Linked DNA regions of Mus musculus: region 2 is linked to region 1. The links are chromatin contacts, called in public HiChIP or PLAC-seq maps. All regions are on one chromosome and are shown on one strand. Each heading gives the region's core, a stretch centred on a gene start, on an enhancer-like site or on the middle of the called end of the contact. The rest is flanking DNA. Distances are from core to core; before and after follow the strand shown. Region 1 has its middle 41 kb from the start of St8sia1. Region 2 overlaps Gm31108 (predicted gene, 31108).

The links. HiChIP or PLAC-seq counts read pairs in DNA pulled down with a chosen protein or histone mark.
Region 2: a contact with region 1 is called in an H3K27ac HiChIP or PLAC-seq map of embryonic stem cells, with 6 read pairs. The contact joins two enhancer-like sites. A contact is called at or near these places in 1 of 15 datasets of contacts at CTCF or cohesin (the NIH/3T3 cell line), 2 of 115 datasets of contacts at active chromatin or transcription factors (both in embryonic stem cells) and 2 of 9 other capture datasets (adipose tissue and liver).

What each region holds. Positions count from the first base shown.
Region 1 is chr6:143,003,403-143,006,945 of GRCm38.p6, forward strand. No RefSeq gene overlaps it. Among named protein-coding and RNA genes, the nearest start is that of St8sia1, 41 kb to the left of the region's middle. Within about 2 kb of position 1,424, at least 5 of the 459 cell types and tissues checked have an H3K27ac peak or open chromatin away from gene starts, as enhancers often do. A contact at or near this core is called in embryonic stem cells, where this site is marked.
Region 2 is chr6:143,142,179-143,145,359 of GRCm38.p6, forward strand. All of the region lies in intron 5 of Gm31108 (predicted gene, 31108), which reads right to left. Among named protein-coding and RNA genes, the nearest start is that of Gm38921, 3.3 kb to the right of the region's middle. Within about 2 kb of position 1,788, at least 35 of the 459 cell types and tissues checked have an H3K27ac peak or open chromatin away from gene starts, as enhancers often do. A contact at or near this core is called in embryonic stem cells, where this site is marked.

The DNA.
Region 1 (3,543 bases), core at 174-2,673:
CTCCATCCTGGCCAGGCCTGACGCAGGAACGTGGGGTGGCCAGTCATATTTCACCTCAAACCACAACACTAAATGTCCGGTATTCTGTGAGGAACCATGACATAGTTTTCTAGAAAAAGTACTGTGAACCCAGACACGTATAATGAACTCAGCCACATCCAAGACGAAGGTGGAATAAAGACTTTCAACACAATCTTTAGGTGTACATAGTCCTATTTAGTTACAAACTTCTCATAAACGTACATGAGATACAAGATAAAAATGACACCAAGGGAACGGAATGGTAGCTTAAGAAGTAATACTAAGCAGGCATCAGAAGAGTGCATCAGAAAAGATAAGAGTGGTTATCAAGTATGTATTTATAAAGGAAAAGCAATCACAGCTTATATATGAATGTTAGAATCATGAGTCGCAGGTGATGACATTAAATCCTTGCTTACTGGGAGGTCAGAGAGATTCCGAGCTTAAGCACTTTGGGAAACTAAAACATCACAAGTAAATGGGGGGGGGGGGAGGGATGAAGCTTGCTTGGAATATATAGTGCTTGTCCAGGAGGCACAAAGCCCTGCTTCCATCCTCATCACCATAGAAAGCAGGTAGAACTAGCTTGTGATTGTGCATGCTTTAATCCCAGGACTCAGGAGGCAGAGGCAGGCAGAGCTCTGTGAGTTCAAAGCCAACCTGGACGATAAGGCAAGTTCCAGACCAACCAGAGCAGCCTGCTGAGACTGTCTCGCAGTGAAATAAAGGAAGCAGAGTTAGTGTCATCCACCTGTAAGCTTAGTGCTTAGAGGGGGAGGCAGGAAGCTAGGTAGTTCAAGGTCAGCCAGCCTAGGCTACGTGAGACCATCGAGAAAAACAAACTAACGGAAGGAAGGAAAGAAGGAGGGAAGGAAGGAGGGAAGGAGGAAGGGAGGGAGGGAGGGAGGCAGGGAGGGAGGCAGGGAGGGAAGGAGGGAGGGAGGGAGGGAGGCAGGGAGGGAGGCAGGGAGAGAGGGAGGGAGGGAGGCAGGGAGGGAGGCAGGGAGAGAGAGAGAGAGAGAGAGAGAGAGAGAGAGAGAGAGACTAACTAAAACTATGGAGTCAGTTTTGTGTTGCCAACGACCCTCGAGCCTGAGGTCTGCCCTGGAGTGTGACTGACAAACCCAGTGTCACACCATTGAAGTAAACTGATTCCCCCTTTCCCAGGAATTGCCAAGTGCAAATGGCTCCTTGGCGAGGGGTGCAAGCTGGCACTGCAGAGGTGGAGACAGGAGGATCCTTATGTTTATTGTCCAGCTAGTCTGGTCAAATCAGTGAGCTCCCAGGTTCAGTTAGAGAGCCTGTCTCAAACAGTAAGATGGAAAGAAATGGAGGAAGACAGTGGTCGTTGAGTGTTATGTAAAAGAAAAGGGTGTGGGGAGCCGGAGACGACTAGCTTCATGGAAGAAGGAACGTTAGCAATTGAGATGGGCTAAAAGCTAGCCTCATTCGCTCTGCAGTGAGCGGAGCTCTGAATGCCAAGAGATTCCTGGAAGAATTGAGAAGTGCTGCTCCAGGGAGCACACAGACAAACAGGCTCACGGCTGACACAGAGAACAGTGGTCCTTCCAGGTCAAGCCAGCCACCCCACTCCCTTCAAACAAAACCTAAGCAGGTCAGGGCCCTCGATCTTCAGTTCTTAGAAAAAATGAGAGGCAAGGAAAGGTATTGGAAGGTGGTTCTTAAACAGTGTCACACCATGGGCTGGAGGTGTGGCTAAACGTGGGCAGCTTCACACCATGGGCTGGGGGTGTGGCTAAACGTGGGCAGCTTTGCACCATGGGCTGGGGGTGTGGCTTAAAGGTGGGCAGCTTCACACCATGGGCTGGGGGTGTGGCTAAACGTGGGCAGCTTTGCACCATGGGCTGGGGGTGTGGCTTAAAGGTGGGCAGCTTCACACCATGGGCTGGGGGTGTGGCTAAACATGGGCAGCTTCACACCATGGGCTGGGGGTGTGGCTAAACGTGCACAGCTTTGCACCATGGGCTGGGGGTGTGGCTTAAAGGTGGGCCATGTCTACCTTCGGCCAGGATCTGGCCTGAACGAAGAAAAGAACCAAGTCAGCTGAGAGCATCGCATCCCTGACTGCAGATGTAACACGTCTTCCTCCCTCACACGTGTGACGCCAGGATTCCTCTGCCATTATTATATCCTCAGGCCATGAGCCAGAGTATAAACGCTCTCACCTTTGAGCTGGTGTTTTCTTACAGAACAGGGAAGGTAGCAAGGATAACCACTTCAATGAACTGAATCTGGAAATTCCTCACAGGCACGTGCAGAGATTGTCCCTTCAGTGACTCTAGATCCTGTCAAGTTGACTGTCAATACTAACCACATTCAATGATCTAACTAACAGTCTGGATTTTAAAGATATGTGGGAGGAGGGGGAGACAGAATGGTACATACAGCAAACAGACAATTCATTTTCTTCTCACGTATACCTGAGATAGTTATACAAACTGAACAAGCAACCAGGAAACTATCAACAATTTCCAAAAAATTTGCCATTTAGACCAAAATATTCTATTTTTAATGCAACTTAATTAGAAGAAGATAAAGTGTGTGAAGAAATGTCCCCTAGAAGACTAGAAACATATTTCTAAATAATTCACAAACACAGAAATTGAAAGGGTCATTATAAATATTCAGAATTAAAACAAATAAAAGCACTATGTAAAACTTGTGGGAATTTTAAAAAGGAACTTGCAGGGGAAGTTATAGCTCTATGAACTTGTTAAAAGCTAGAGAGAGTAGCAATAAGCATGCCGAGGACTGAATTCATGGAATTAGAATCAAGGGCAATGAGAACGGCCGGAGGAGGAACAAGGGGACAGCAAGGCTTACTGACATCACTACATTGTCACATCTGCTCTCGACCAGCAAGAACGACACGACCACCAGGTCTTCTAACAGCAGTTTATTCAGCAAGCTTCAATCGTTATCTCTCTCGCTTCATCTTTTTCTCTCTCGAACCCCGGGTCTCTCTCTCATATATACTCTCAGCCCCCAGCCACTCACAGCAGGCCACGTCACCTCACCAGGCATGCAGCTTCAGCCAATCAGGGCGGCAGGGGCACGTCTCCACCAAATATGGACTTGTTTATACCGCCAGCATCATGGTGCACCTGTGGCTTATTTTCAGGTGTATGAGGAAGTCAGGTGCAAGTCATGAGACTTGGCTGCAGTTCCGGGCGCCATCTTGGGGCTGCTGCCACACCCGCTCCTCACACTACATAACTACTCTCGTTCACCTGATGTATCTTGTAATCTATATGAAGGTGGATCACAATAAAAGTATATACTGAAAAGTCGAGAGCAACCATGAGCACTCTTTTAAGAGGAGTTATAACTTACTCTACATAGGGGAGATATAAATTCAGAAAAAAAAAACTGTCCTAAAGGAAGACAGAAAATACATGTATGTATATGTATATGCGTATGTGTATATGTATATATGTATGTGTGTATATGCACATGTGTATATGCATGCATTTAAAAACCAGGAAACATTCAGACCCCCTA
Region 2 (3,181 bases), core at 538-3,037, 140 kb after region 1:
GGTGGCATGAGCCTGGGAGAACAGAGCCTAAAAATGAGGTGGATGAAAGTCTCTGATAACTGCCTTTCTGAGGGTAATTAATTCAGGAGTTAGGCAGAGTCGTGAGCAAAGTTCACTCAATTGAAGTTGTATACAGTCACAAGGGCAAGGTCACGTGAGTTGAGGCTGTACAGTCACAAAGACAAGCTCTTGGAAATGCCATTCTGAATGATAATGGGAAAGACTTGGGGCAGTCTGAAGTCAAACCTGTACTTCCTACACCCTGGAGGGTAAGAAAGTGCTGTGTCAGTACAAATCTGTGCTCCGGAGGAGCAGAGGGGTCAAGACCCTTGTCTTGCTTACTTGGAGCTTTCTCACAGACTCTCAGAAATCTCCTCACATGCCTCACACATGGCCTGAGCTCTGACATAGCATTAGTAGTGACCATGAATTTTCCACCCAGAGAATATTATAATTTAAAAAAATATATCATTTATGGTCAAATCCTTCTTCAAAGGGATTATTAGACCCATTGCTACACTGAATTATTTAAGGAAGTAAGAAATCTACTCAGCCCAGTGTGGTTGCTCGCAAATGTAATCCCAGCAGATGGGAAACTGAGGCAGGGGATCCCCACAGTTCCTGCCAGCCTGGGTTATGGGAGAAGTGTCTAATTTCCTAATGGACCTAGGTTCTTTTGGTCTTATGTTTAAATTCATGAGTCTTAAATATTTCTGGAATATTCTATGTGTTTTCCACCTAGGTAGGTAGTAGTTCGCACAACACTGTCTCTTTTCTTCTGATGAAGGTGACAGTGGAGACTGTGATAGTGAGCGTGTGCAGTCTCCACTTTTCTGTTAGAGGCAGAAGGATCTTGGACTCAAGGTCACCTTCTGCTATACAGTGAGTCTGGGATCAGCCTGGCCTCCATGAGATTCTCTCTCTCTGAATAAAGAGAAAGGAAAATTTAAAGGGCAATAAGTGAGCCGGGCAGTGGTAGCACACACCTTTAGTTCCAGCACTTGGGAGGCAGAGGCAGGTGGATTTCTGAGTTCGAGGCCAGCCTGGTCTACAGAGTGAGTTCCAGGACAGCCAGGGCTACACAGAGAAACCCTGTCTCGAAAAACCAAAAACCAAACCAAAACAACAACAATAAAGGTGATAAGTGAACAGCCAGGGGGGAAATAGTAAGCCTGAAGGAGTCCCAACTTCAAGTCTTCAAGCTCCTGTGTCCTGTGATGCTGAGGTCTGCTGTCTCTGAGAAGCCTCCTGAGAGATCTTTTCGGAATTTTAATGGCTTTGGAGATTAATTTAGAGCCTATCATACCCTAGGCCAGCACTCCACCACGCAGCTACACACAGACCTATTTATGTATTTGCTTATTAAAATAAGCGCGTTAAGTTGCCCAGGTAACCGCAAACGTGATCCTTCTGCCTTAGCGGGAGCTGTCTTGTGCCCGATCTTTGAGGACTAAGGTTTAAATCTAGTTGGTGATTATTCCGTGTGTGTGTCATGTGTGTAAGTGTGTTATATGAACTAGTTGATGATTATTGCTAGTGTGTGTGTGATGTAAGTGTGGTATATGAATGCATGGAGTAGAAGTCTGTTTGTCCGGCGTGTCTGTTGGGTGGAACAGTAAGCAGTTTCCCAGAGCAGTGTCTCCGTGCTTCTCTGAAGCCCAGCGCTGGCCCAGCAATGCCGCAGGATGAGGGCAGCAAACTCCCTGAGTTTCGCCTCCCTGTCGGCTGTGCCCTGAGGTGGGCAGAACGCCGACCAACAGAGGTCAGCAGGCAACTTTGCGAGCTCCTTCCAAGGTGGGGTCTAGGAACCAAAATCACGTGATCCCTGAGCCACCTCAACAGCGCGTCTTCGTGGATTGCTGCGGAGGTTTCACCGTGCGGGGAATGGTCCTGGCTATTATGGAGAGTAACTCAAGTCTCCAACCCTTGCCTTCTCCTGAGACACTGGAGATGGCAGTGAATGTTTCAAGTTTCTGATTAAGGCCTGGGCTTTCTGACAACGATCGATCCCCCATGCTGAGCCTCTAGGCGCCTGCGCAGGAGTGGCCTCATTAAGAACAAGAGACACCTACTCCTAACATTCCCAAATTCTTACGGTTTCATCTCTCTGGCAGGAACAGGGTCAGAGACAAAATGTCCCATCTTATTATAGGTGGAGAAGGGGATATTCTGTTTCACTAAAGAACTTCAGTGAACAGGGAATCGGAGCATCCCACCCAGGCGGCTGAGGCAGAAGGCTTGTTAGGAATTTTTTAGGTCAGCCTGAGCTACAAAGCAAGTCTGAGGTCACCCAGGGCTACAGAAGAAAGGCCTTGCATTAAAAGTAAATAATCAAATACATAAAATAAATGAATTAGCTTAATTAAAAACTTCTGAGCTCATTTAATTTTTAATGGAATTTCAATCTTAAAAAGTGGTTTGCAGAATAATTTGTATCACTTATAAAAGTTTAGAATAACACTATACAGGACTCATGTGTGTAAAACATTTATGCATACACACCGAGTGTAGGGCGGTGGTTTTCTTTAGGAAAGGAGGGGTTAAATGAATTGGGAAGGCTTAAACTCATACTGGCAAAAATCCAGAGGCAAAATGACTAAAGATTCATCATTGTAAGGGCTGGCTTATGTGCATCTGTGGAATTTTATGTGGTTCTTAGTGGTCTTTCATATGCCTTGTTTGCTTCATGTTTAAAATGTTAGAGATGGGGTAGAGAGACCTCAGTGGAGGAGTGCACACTGGTCTTGCAGAGGACCTGAGTGTGATTCCCAGCTGCCACGTGGGATGGCTCACAGCCACCGGTAATTCCAACTCCAGGGTGATCTGACACTTCTGGCCTATATAGGTAGGCACCTGCACACATTCACACACACACACACACACAATTTAAAATAAAAATAATTAAAGATCTTTGCCTGTGTGACTAAGGCTCCCAGTGACTCCTGCTGACCCACGAAGCCTTGGGTACTCACACAGTCTCCTCTGATGTTGACATGGGGCTAGAGTTCATTAATGTATCTAAGGGCACCTGATATTGACAGGACTGCAGTTCCCTGGCATATCAAAGGGCGTCTCTTCAGAGATTGCTTTCTTCTGGTTGCCGGGTGGGGCAGTAACAACCCAAGATTCATGATCAATTGTCCATGACTGTTGCTAAGCTGAGTAGAGCCAACGAAAGCCA